2 separate regions of the Sus scrofa genome follow, and region 1 is linked to region 2. The links are chromatin contacts, called in public Hi-C maps. All regions are on one chromosome and are shown on one strand. Each heading gives the region's core, a stretch centred on a gene start, on an enhancer-like site or on the middle of the called end of the contact. The rest is flanking DNA. Distances are from core to core; before and after follow the strand shown. Region 1 holds the start of GCLC (glutamate--cysteine ligase catalytic subunit). Region 2 holds the start of RXRB (retinoid X receptor beta).

Region 1 (4,649 bases), core at 1,809-4,308, 2.0 Mb after region 2:
GCAGTATCCCCATCGTCAGGAGCGGCAGACCGAGACTTTGACCCCGAGCAGCCTCTCCGGGATTGACCTCCAGCACCAATCCGCCCCAAAGTGCTGAGTCACGGGGAGGTGTCTCCGGGAGCTGGGGGCGGGCCCGCGCAATCACGTGTCGGGGGCTGGACCACAACAACGGCTCGGCGTGCAGCGCCCGCGGCCACGCCGCATCCTCCCGCGATCTGCAGGCTCTCAGAGCATGCTCAGCGTGGCTGCGCAGCGTGCCAGCTCCCCGCCGTTGGGTTCACACGCCAGGTTTTCCCCGCGGTCTTGGGGGCGTGGCTAGCGGCCGCTGGTGCAGGGAACTAGGGAGGAGGTCTTTGCACTGCCGGTGGGTTTCCGCCCGGCGGGTCTTGCTTTTTCTCTGTATTAGAAATGACCTGAAACCCACCTTTGGTCCAGACCAATTCTGCGAGATACGAGCGCCTACTTTAGCCAGTTAAAGCGCTAAACGTTCTGTGCAGGGCCGTGCGCTGAAAACCCACCCCCAGAAGTAAAAACCCAGACTTGGCTGCAATCTTAAGAATGAAATCCAGAAGTAAACCCAAAAATGCAGAACATAGTCAAATAGAGGGGAATAACCGTTGATCTGTAGTGATTTTCCCTCTTGTAACAGCAAATTAGTAAAGCACCATGGAGGTCATGGTTTAAATTTGACATACCTTCCGGGTGATGCCACCACGCTGCATCTGATTTGGGATTGTCCAAAGCCCAGGGCTCTTTCTTAGCTAGTTCGAAATTGGGGGGTAGAGGGAGAGGCCCCCTCTGTGAGTGTTAACTGGAATCAGAGGCAGAGTGACTCAAAATTATAGTTATTAGCTCTCAATACATTCAGTATCGTTTAGAGCTTTGGCTAGACTAGAATTTAGTCTACTACTGAAATGCCCCTGTCTGTTTCCTTATTAAAATGAAACTGACACTTTTCCAAGAGACTAGCTTTGAGGTAGGCTGCAGGTGTAGTGGAAAAGTGTGTGCTTTGCAAAGTGTGAATGTCTACACTTGTGTTACAGTTAAATGGAATTCGAACCACACATATAACCTTAAATTTTCTGTTAGCCACTTTTAAAAACTAAAAAGAAACAATATACTATATTAAGTAATGTACTATAACATATCCAGAGTACTGGTATAATATGTAATCAATATAAAATTAGTAATGAGATATTTCTTTTCTTTTTGTGTATTAACTCTTTGAATCTGGTGTTTGTATTACACTCAGCACATCTCCAGTCCACTAAATTTTCTTTGGAAACACTTGACCTGTAATTCAATTTCATGAAACTAACTGATGAAGAAGTGGATTCACATTCTCAACCTGTTCCAAATTTACTTAGAAGTTTTCCAGAAACCAAATGGAATATCGATTTTATATTTTTGTAGATTAAAACTAAAATTTAGTTTCTCAAATTAGCCACATTTCAAATGCTCAGCCACCTGTGGCTGATGGCTATTGTGTTAAACAATGCAAGGTATGCATATGTGAGATGAGATTGTGAGAACTACAAAATGATCCTTTGGACACTTTACCTGGATGTGACCAACAATGTCGTCCCTCTCCACCCCCACATGGCCTGCCTTCCATAGGAAGCTAATGTTTATACCAAGCAGTTTTAAAGGTACAAAAGGCATAAATCCTCTCTATTCCAGAGGGAACTAGTATATAGTATAGAGATTTTTTTTTTAATGATTCTATCATAATGTAGAAATAGAGACATGTACAGATATAACCAAAGTACAGAGAGGAGTAACTGGGACTCAAAGAATGAAAAGAACGTGTCACAGGGAGAATTCCAAGCAGAAAAAACGGGAGAAATCCAGGACCACACAGGTCTAGTGAGGTGGTGGGCAGAATACAAGGAAGATCCCGCTGTGGACAAGTTAGAATGAGGTTTAGTTTTCATCCTGGCTGTTGAAAAGGGGGATTGAAACATCTCCTGAGCCTCAAACACCATTACATCCCCACCCACACTCCAGACACACCCCCACACACACTCCAGACACCCCCCAACACTCCAAACATACATACACAGCCACCCCACACTCCAGACACACACACACACACACACACACACACACACACAGACAAACACACACCTGTGACCATTACAGACAGATCCTGCATATCCATATCCCCAAGCTCCTAGATGGGCACATCCAATAAGGATGTGGGAGAATAAACTTCGATCATATATCCACAGAGCAGTCAAGAAGTACTTGCTAAATGTTAACTTCGTGGCATGAGGGAAGTGGGCACAATAAATACATGCTTTCAGGCCTCAGTACCTGTATGATCCAGTTGCTGTCAATTTCCCCCCAGCTGTCATTTCATGGCTCTGTCACACATTTTTTTGAACAATTAAAATTACCTGGGGGAGATATACCTGGTTCCTTCCCTTTCCCGCCAGCCTAGGGCCAACCCCAGTTCTTTCTAGTATCTTCTAACCCCTGTGGTAAGCTCACATGAACACCATTTTAATCACTTAATGGATAAATCTTAGGTTTGGATGGGGAATACACTTTGGAGATGATTCATCTAACGATCCTTCCGGAGATGTTGACAACTCCCCTTTTGTTGCAATTAATAGTGTCTGTATCATCTGCTACCAAATAGTGAGACTGCACAAGTACTTTAATACATACATGTCTGAAAACGTGTAGACAAATTTTCTTGCCACACCCTGCTGCTCTCGCCCCGCTTTTATGAGACCCTCCTCACCTACAAAAATATCTAGTGGATTCTTCATTAATTCGAATAATCAAATTTCTTCACGAACCCAGAGTTTATCTTTTTGGATTAGAGAAAACGGATTTTCACACAGCGCGTTTGCTTAAAACGAGGCTGACCCGGCTCCTCGCCGCCGAGCCCCTCCCCTTGGACTCCGCCCTAACCACGCCTATGCACTCCTCCCCCGCCTCCTCCCTAGGCCCCTGGGGGCGATCGGCCACGCCTCCTCTCTTGCACCGCCTCCTTTCCCCGCCCCCGCCCGCAGTCTATAAAATCCGGAGCTGCGGATCGCTCACGGGAGCGGCGAGCTAGTGGGTAGGCGGACTGGGCATGCTCCGCGGCGGCGCAGGTTTTGGTCATAAGTAGGAAGAAGCTAGAGCACGACACCGGCAAAGAGAAGCGGGAGCTGCCGGCGCACCGCGGCTGTGGGGGCCGCCGCCGCCGCCTCGGAGCAGGAGCGGGGCGGGACTCGAGCGGGCGAGGGTCCAGGCCGTCGGGCAGAGGGCCACCCAGCCTCCCCTCCCGTCCGCTTCTGTCCGCGCGGTGCGCCGGACGTCTGGGTCGGTCGCCCGAGCGGCGAGGACCCCGTGCCCAGGAGCGGACCGGACCCTCATTCTGCCGACTGCGGCCCGAGGGCGCCCCCGCGGGGCCAAGCCGCCCTCGCCTTCTGCGGGCAGCTGAGTGTCCGGCCCGGGCTGCGCGCCCGGAGCCCGGAGCGGCCGCCACTAGCCCGGGGGACCAGGATAGGGGGCGGCCATGGGGCTGCTGTCCCAGGGCTCGCCCCTGAGCTGGGAGGAGACCCAGCGCCACGCCGACCACGTGCGACGGCACGGGATCCTCCAGTTCCTGCACATCTACCACGCCGTCAAGGACCGGCACAAGGACGTGCTCAAGTGGGGCGACGAGGTGAGCACCCCCGCCACCCCGCGCCCCTTTGTTCCGCGAGACGCGGCCCCGGCCCCGGGCAGCTCGCGCCCTGCGCTGCCCCGAGGGTCCCCGCCGCTCCCGCGAGGGTCCAGCACCGCCCAGGGCTGTCCAGGCCCCTGCTCCGAGTCTCTGGCCAGACTTCTCTTTTCCATTCATTCATTCGGGGTTCCTCTCCATTCAGCAAATGCGGATAGGCGCTGGGAGGGTATAAGCGTGGAAAAGTGTGATACTGGGTGCCTGGAGGAGTTTTCAGGCTGGGGTGTTAGGCGACCGCCTAGCGACCCACCGTTCTGTCTCAAAATGCCGTTAACATGAAGAAGGCCGGTTGCTGTTGAGAATCAGGTTTCAGGATTCACTTGCGCCCCACCTCCTCCAGGTACCTGTTAAACCTCCAGCTTATCAGCCACCTTGCACCACCACCACTTTATAGGTAAAAGTTGAAACAAATTATGGCTCAGCTTTCCTAAAGGAGAGGAATCTTCCTGGTCCTTTTTAATTCTAAATGCAGACTGCTAGAGCTTCAAAATTCGGCTTTGTTAGCGCCTTTTCATGGCCTAGATTTAGCATAGAAACTTTCTGAATCCGTGCTTCCACATGTGTGCTGTTTCAGTGTAACGTCCGTAGATTCTCACTGTGTTGAACCATTGTCATTGGAATGATCTGGAAAGCATTGCCTCCTGTTAGATTTAGTCTTTTCTCGCGAAAAGACGTTTATGCCTTCCCCTCCTGTCTTTAAAAGTCACGTGTATTATAGTTCACATAATCAAATGACTTCTCGAAAAGTCCATCTGTATTTTTCATGTTTTTACCTTTTGCTGCCCAGAGCTTGCTCAGGTGTAAATAATTTATCTTCTGGTCAGTGTAATCACTATTGACCTAAGTGTCATGGTGCTGCTGTGTCCGTCCGGAATCTCTCCCTGCAAAAAGTTAGTTTTTCTGTGAGTGGAAAATGATTCTGCCTCTT
Region 2 (5,042 bases), core at 2,314-4,813:
AAAGTCAGCAGCCAGTTATGAGGAGATTCCAAAACGTCCTTAGGGCCTTATCAAGGTCTCATGGCCTTTAGGAGATATTTATAGAAATTGCAAAAGTCACTTGAAACAACAGCAGACGTGGGGCAGTCTAGAAGCAAGCATCATAAAAGGACAGATAAATAAACCAAGAAGGAGAAGTAAAAGGGTGGGTACAGGAATAAGGGAGAAACCTAACATTTAAATTGAGGGTCTACTTCACACTAAGAAACAAACTAGGCACACATTAACATTCACTCAATTATTATAACAACCCTGTGGGCGCTTCTCCCCATTTTTATATTTTTCTTTGTTTTCTGGTCTTTTTTATTTTTTTAAAAGATTTTTATTTTTTCTATTATAGTTGATTTACAATGTTCTGTCCCCATTTTTAAAGATAATGAATTTGGAGTTCCCATTGTGGCTCAGTGGAATCGAATCTGACTGGTATCCATGAAGATGTGGGTTCAATCCCTGGCCTCGCTCAGTGGGTTAAGGATCTGGCGTTGCTGTGAGCTGTGGTGTAGGTTGCAGACGCGGCTTGGATCCCACATGGCTGTGGCTCTGGCGTAGGCCAGTGGCTACAGTTCTGATTGGACCCCTAGCCTGGGAGCCTCCATATGCCACAGGTGTGGCCCTAAAAAACAAAACAAAACAACAACAACAAAAAAGACAAAAAAAAAAAAGAATTCCAGAATCAGATTTCAGAAGATAAGCTAGAGATTTAAAAGAGGGAAAGAAGCCCTGACGTCTTCAGTAAAGGCTGTAGCTTAAGAGGGCAGAATCCTAGAGTTTGCAGGAGAGAACACAGGGAACAGGGAGATGGAGACCAGAGTGGATGCCCTGGGTCAGAGAGGAAGAACTCTTTAGGTTAGAGAAGGTGAGCGAGGTGGGGAAGGAGAAGTGATCCTAGCCTAGCACCAGACCAGGGAGGCGCTGGAGGTGCAGGTCACAGGGGCAGAAGCATTAAGAAGGAAACTCAAGGGACCAGACCAGGGTCCCAGGGAGGAGAGCTGAAGAGAGGAGCAGAGAAAAATCAAACACCGCCCTCTGGAGGAGAGAAAGAAGAGTCCGGCCTTCCTGAGATACAGTCTGTGCTGAGGTCTTCCCTCTACCTCCTGCCTCCTCTCCCACTGGGCAGACTGGGAGGCCTACGTGAGGAGGCCCTTACCCTCCCGCTTCATGCCTGTGGCCAGGCACTTCTGATAGCGGCAGTACTGACAGCGGTTCCGCTGGCGCTTGTCCACCGTGCAGTCCTTGTTGTCCCGGCACGAGTAGGTCAGGTCCTTACGGATGGTGCGCTTGAAGAAGCCTTTGCAGCCCTCACAGCTGTAAACCCCGTAGTGTTTGCCTACAATGGGAGAGGAAGAGCAATAAGACTGTGTGTAGACCCTGCACCACAAACATGCTTGCCACCCTCCCCCCAGCAAATCTAGTTTAAGTCTGCTCTTTGTTTGCCAAGTAGAGAGATGGGGAACCAGGATGTGAGGGATGATCCAGCCTCACTCTTCTTATGTTCAAAACCCTACACCAGCCCCCTCCTCCCTCTGACCACTCCACATCCCAAATCTGAGCTGCAGGTTCTTTAACTCTCATCAGAGCTCCCCAGCTCACTTGCTCTAATGCAACCTCAGTGGCCCCTGGGAATCCCACAGGTGATGGTATGTGGAACACTCTTTCTTCCTCCCTCCTGGTCCTCTGAGTCTCATACCTGAGCTTCGGTCCCCGCAGATTGCACATAGCCGTTTGCCAGCCCCAGGGCCACCTGGAGGGGGTGGACAGTGCAGGCCCCGGACCCCTAAGACTGGTGGCTTCACATCTTCAGGGGGGCCAGACCCACCCCCAGGGAGCGACACTGTTGAGTTAATCTGGGATGGGGGAAATAGGGAAGTCACAGGAAGACTCATTGGGAAGGATAATTTTTCAGAGGTGACAGAAATCACTCCCTACCACTAGGCAGGGCCCTGCATTGCACACTACAAAGGGCATTATTGACACTGCAGTGCCCATGAAGGGCCACCCCCAATGAGCACAACCCCAAAGAGGATGAGATATAAAGGTCCCCCTGAAATTGTGCAACACAATGGCCCCGAAGGCTTGTATCTCAGAAGGGCAGCTGGGACAAAAAGGGCAAAAAAAAAAAAAAAAAAAAAAAAAAAAAAACAATCACTAATAGATGGAAAGGGACATCAAGAACACCTGGGTTCTTTTATAGGGTCGGGGAGGAGGCATGTACTGAACGATCAGTCACTTCAGGAAGGGCAAGGGGTCTCGAAAGGACTTCAGGCCTGGCAGGTCAAGGGGCCATGGGGAAGTTCACTCAAGGATGTGGAGTCACAGGAAAACAGGAAATGAAAGTGGAGAGGCAGGAAGTGGGTCACAACCTCTCACCTGGGGACTGCTGACAGGCCCGGAGAATCCTGGGGGAGCTGGAGGGGGCAGACCAGGGGACCCCATGGAAGAGCTGATGACTGGAAAGGGGGAGCCCAGTGGGGGGGGTGGCATCGGGGGTGGGGGTGGGGCCCCAGAGCCTCCAAGGGATGCAGCTGCTGAAGGTGGTAGGGGTGGCCCAGGAGGAGAAGGGGGAGCGGCCCCCTGGGGAAGGGGATTTGGGGAGGAACTGTCTGGGCTTCGGGAGTCTGGGGAGGGGTACACACAGGCAGACACAGACAGGAGAGACAAAAAGAGAAAATGAGTCTTCGATCATCCAACCGGAGACTTTTAATTCTTTCTCTGATCCCCCACCGCACCCCCACCCCACCCCACCCCACCCACCCCTTCCTAAGTTCAGAGGTACCCTGCTGTCAAACAACGGCTTAACTCCTAACTGTGGTGAGAGGAAGGGGTTGCCAAAGAAGAGGACAGTTCAGGTGAGGCACGTTCCAAGCAATGCATTTGGTCACCCCAGGCCTGGGGCATCTCGTGTGGGTGGGGCAGCACGTGGTGTGGACCAGTCAGCACCTCCATTCCCAGTTTGGAGCCAAACCAAGCAGGGAAAAGAGACAGGCGGAAGAGACCCCTCCTAGGACGCAGAATCTGCCTTCAAACGTCCAGAATCCTCAAGCTCAAGGTCTACTGTCCCACTCCTGGGATCTCAGGAGTGTAAGGCCTCAAGCGGCCGGCCACCCCTCGGACGGCGGAAGCTCCCCTTCCCCGCCCCGCCCCGGGGGGAGGGCGCTAAGGCCCTCGGGAGGGAGGGGACGCGTGTTTACAAACAAGGGGGCGGGAGCGCCTGGGAAAGAGCATCAGGGGAGGGGGGGTAGGGGCTGCTGATAACGCGGTCACTGCCTTGCCTGTCCGTCTGTTAGGACACTCACCCCGCCCGCTGTCGCCCATCCCGTCCCGTCCAGCCTGCCCCGGCTCCGGCTCCGGGGTTTGTTGTTCTCCGGCTGCCGCTGCCGCCGCCGCCGCTGCGGGATCCAGCCAGGGCCGCCGCCGCCGCCACCGGGACGCGACCCCACAATGCATTTCTTTTCGCACCCCCACCGGCCCACACTGCCCTGCGGCATGCCGCTGGGGGAGGAAGGGCGGGCGAGCCGCCCAAGACATGATTCCTGGCTGAGTGTAGGGATGCCGAGAGGGTACCAGGGATTCTCAAGAACTGATCGGGGAATTCGGCTAGCACGAGGAAGCCCCAGAGAAAAAGACTTTGGCCTGAACCGAGTCAAATTAAGCGCTTCGCTCTGCTCTGTACCCAAATGACAGCGCCGATGTGGCAGCCATCTTGGTATAGACGGGAAGTCTCCGCGCTAGTTCCCGCCCCCTCGTCTAGTTGGAAACCGAGGAGGCGGTCTCCTCCAGCCTGTTAAGCGGCCTCGCCCAGCATCCCCTCAAATAACCTCCACACTCGCGCGTGCGCGCCAGGACAGGCGCGCTTCATAGCTACCGGGATGCGGCCATATTGGTAAAGTATTGGGACCAAGGTAGAACCGAATTCCCTGTTCTCGCGGGAGCTGGAGGTGGGACTGCCACGTCCGAGCAAACCGGGAAAGGAGAGGATCCCGGAGCCGGTGAGAATAGCCCGCTTTTCTCTGCTGTCCTTTCCAAGCCTTTTTTCTCAACTAGTGGGCCATAGAGACGAGGGCCCAGAGAGTCCAAGAGTGGAGGATCAAAGCCTAGAGCGGTATCCCGGGGGCCCTACATCCGGGAAGGGGTTCGGGATAAAGAAAACGAATCTTGGGGACAATGTGGGTGGGGACAGAATGGGACGGGGAAGCGGTCCATAGACGTGGACAGAGGGCGCTATCGGAGTAAAGCGGACCCTGTATAGGTATACAGTTGAGGGTCAAGTGGAGTCATTGTCTGTGTCCCTCTGGTCAGCGTGATGGCCAGAGGCCTGGGGGCCCCCCACAGGGTGGCCGTGGGACTGCTGACGTGGGCAGCCTTGGGGCTGCTAGTGGCCGGACACGGGGGTCATGGCGACCTGTACGAAGACCTGCAGGAGGACTTGCATGGCCACAGCCACAGGCATTCACATGAGGATTTCCACCATGGACACAGCCATGCCCATGGCCATGGCCATACTCATGAGAGCATCTGGCATGGGCATACCCACGGTCACGATCATGGACATTCACATGAGGATTTGCACCATGGCCATATTCATGGCGACTCCCATGAGAGCCTCTACCACCCAGGACACGGACATGACCATGAGCACAGCCATGGAGGCTATGGGGAATCTGGGGCTCCAGGCATCAAGCAGGACTTGGACACTGTCACTCTCTGGGCCTATGTGAGTCCCCCGGGATGGGGCAGAGGGGGGCGAGTTCTGGATTGTTGGGAAGTCCCACACCTCTTGACCCCTGACTTTCCCTCACTAGGCACTAGGGGCCACAGTGCTCATCTCTGCAGCTCCATTTTTCGTCCTCTTCCTTATCCCGGTGGAGTCCAACTCACCTCGGCACCGCTCTCTGCTCCAGATCCTGCTGAGTTTTGCTTCGGGTGGGCTCTTGGGAGATGCCTTCCTGCACCTCATTCCTCATGCTCTGGGTAAGTGACCTCAAATCTTAGAGTGTTTTATTCTT

The links. Hi-C and Micro-C count contacts between places; a contact is called where the count stands out from the background.
Region 1: a contact with region 2 is called in a Hi-C map of skeletal muscle, with 5 times the contacts expected there. The contact joins the promoter of GCLC here to the promoter of RXRB in region 2. A contact is called at or near these places in 1 of 5 promoter capture datasets (fetal liver) and 1 of 47 Hi-C or Micro-C datasets (skeletal muscle).

Annotation. Positions count from the first base shown.
Region 1 is chr7:27,206,510-27,211,158 of Sscrofa11.1, forward strand. It overlaps GCLC (glutamate--cysteine ligase catalytic subunit), which reads left to right and starts at 3,059. Exons shown (of 16, transcript XM_003482164.4): 1 at 3,059-3,664. The coding sequence starts at 3,515.
Region 2 is chr7:25,239,091-25,244,132 of Sscrofa11.1, forward strand. RXRB (retinoid X receptor beta) reads right to left here and starts at 3,564. Exons shown (of 10, transcript NM_001190246.1): 1 at 3,333-3,564; 2 at 2,407-2,654; 3 at 1,727-1,883; 4 at 1,187-1,366. The coding sequence starts at 3,564. It overlaps SLC39A7 (solute carrier family 39 member 7), which reads left to right and starts at 3,920. Exons shown (of 7, transcript NM_001131045.1): 1 at 3,920-4,750; 2 at 4,839-5,007. The coding sequence starts at 4,340.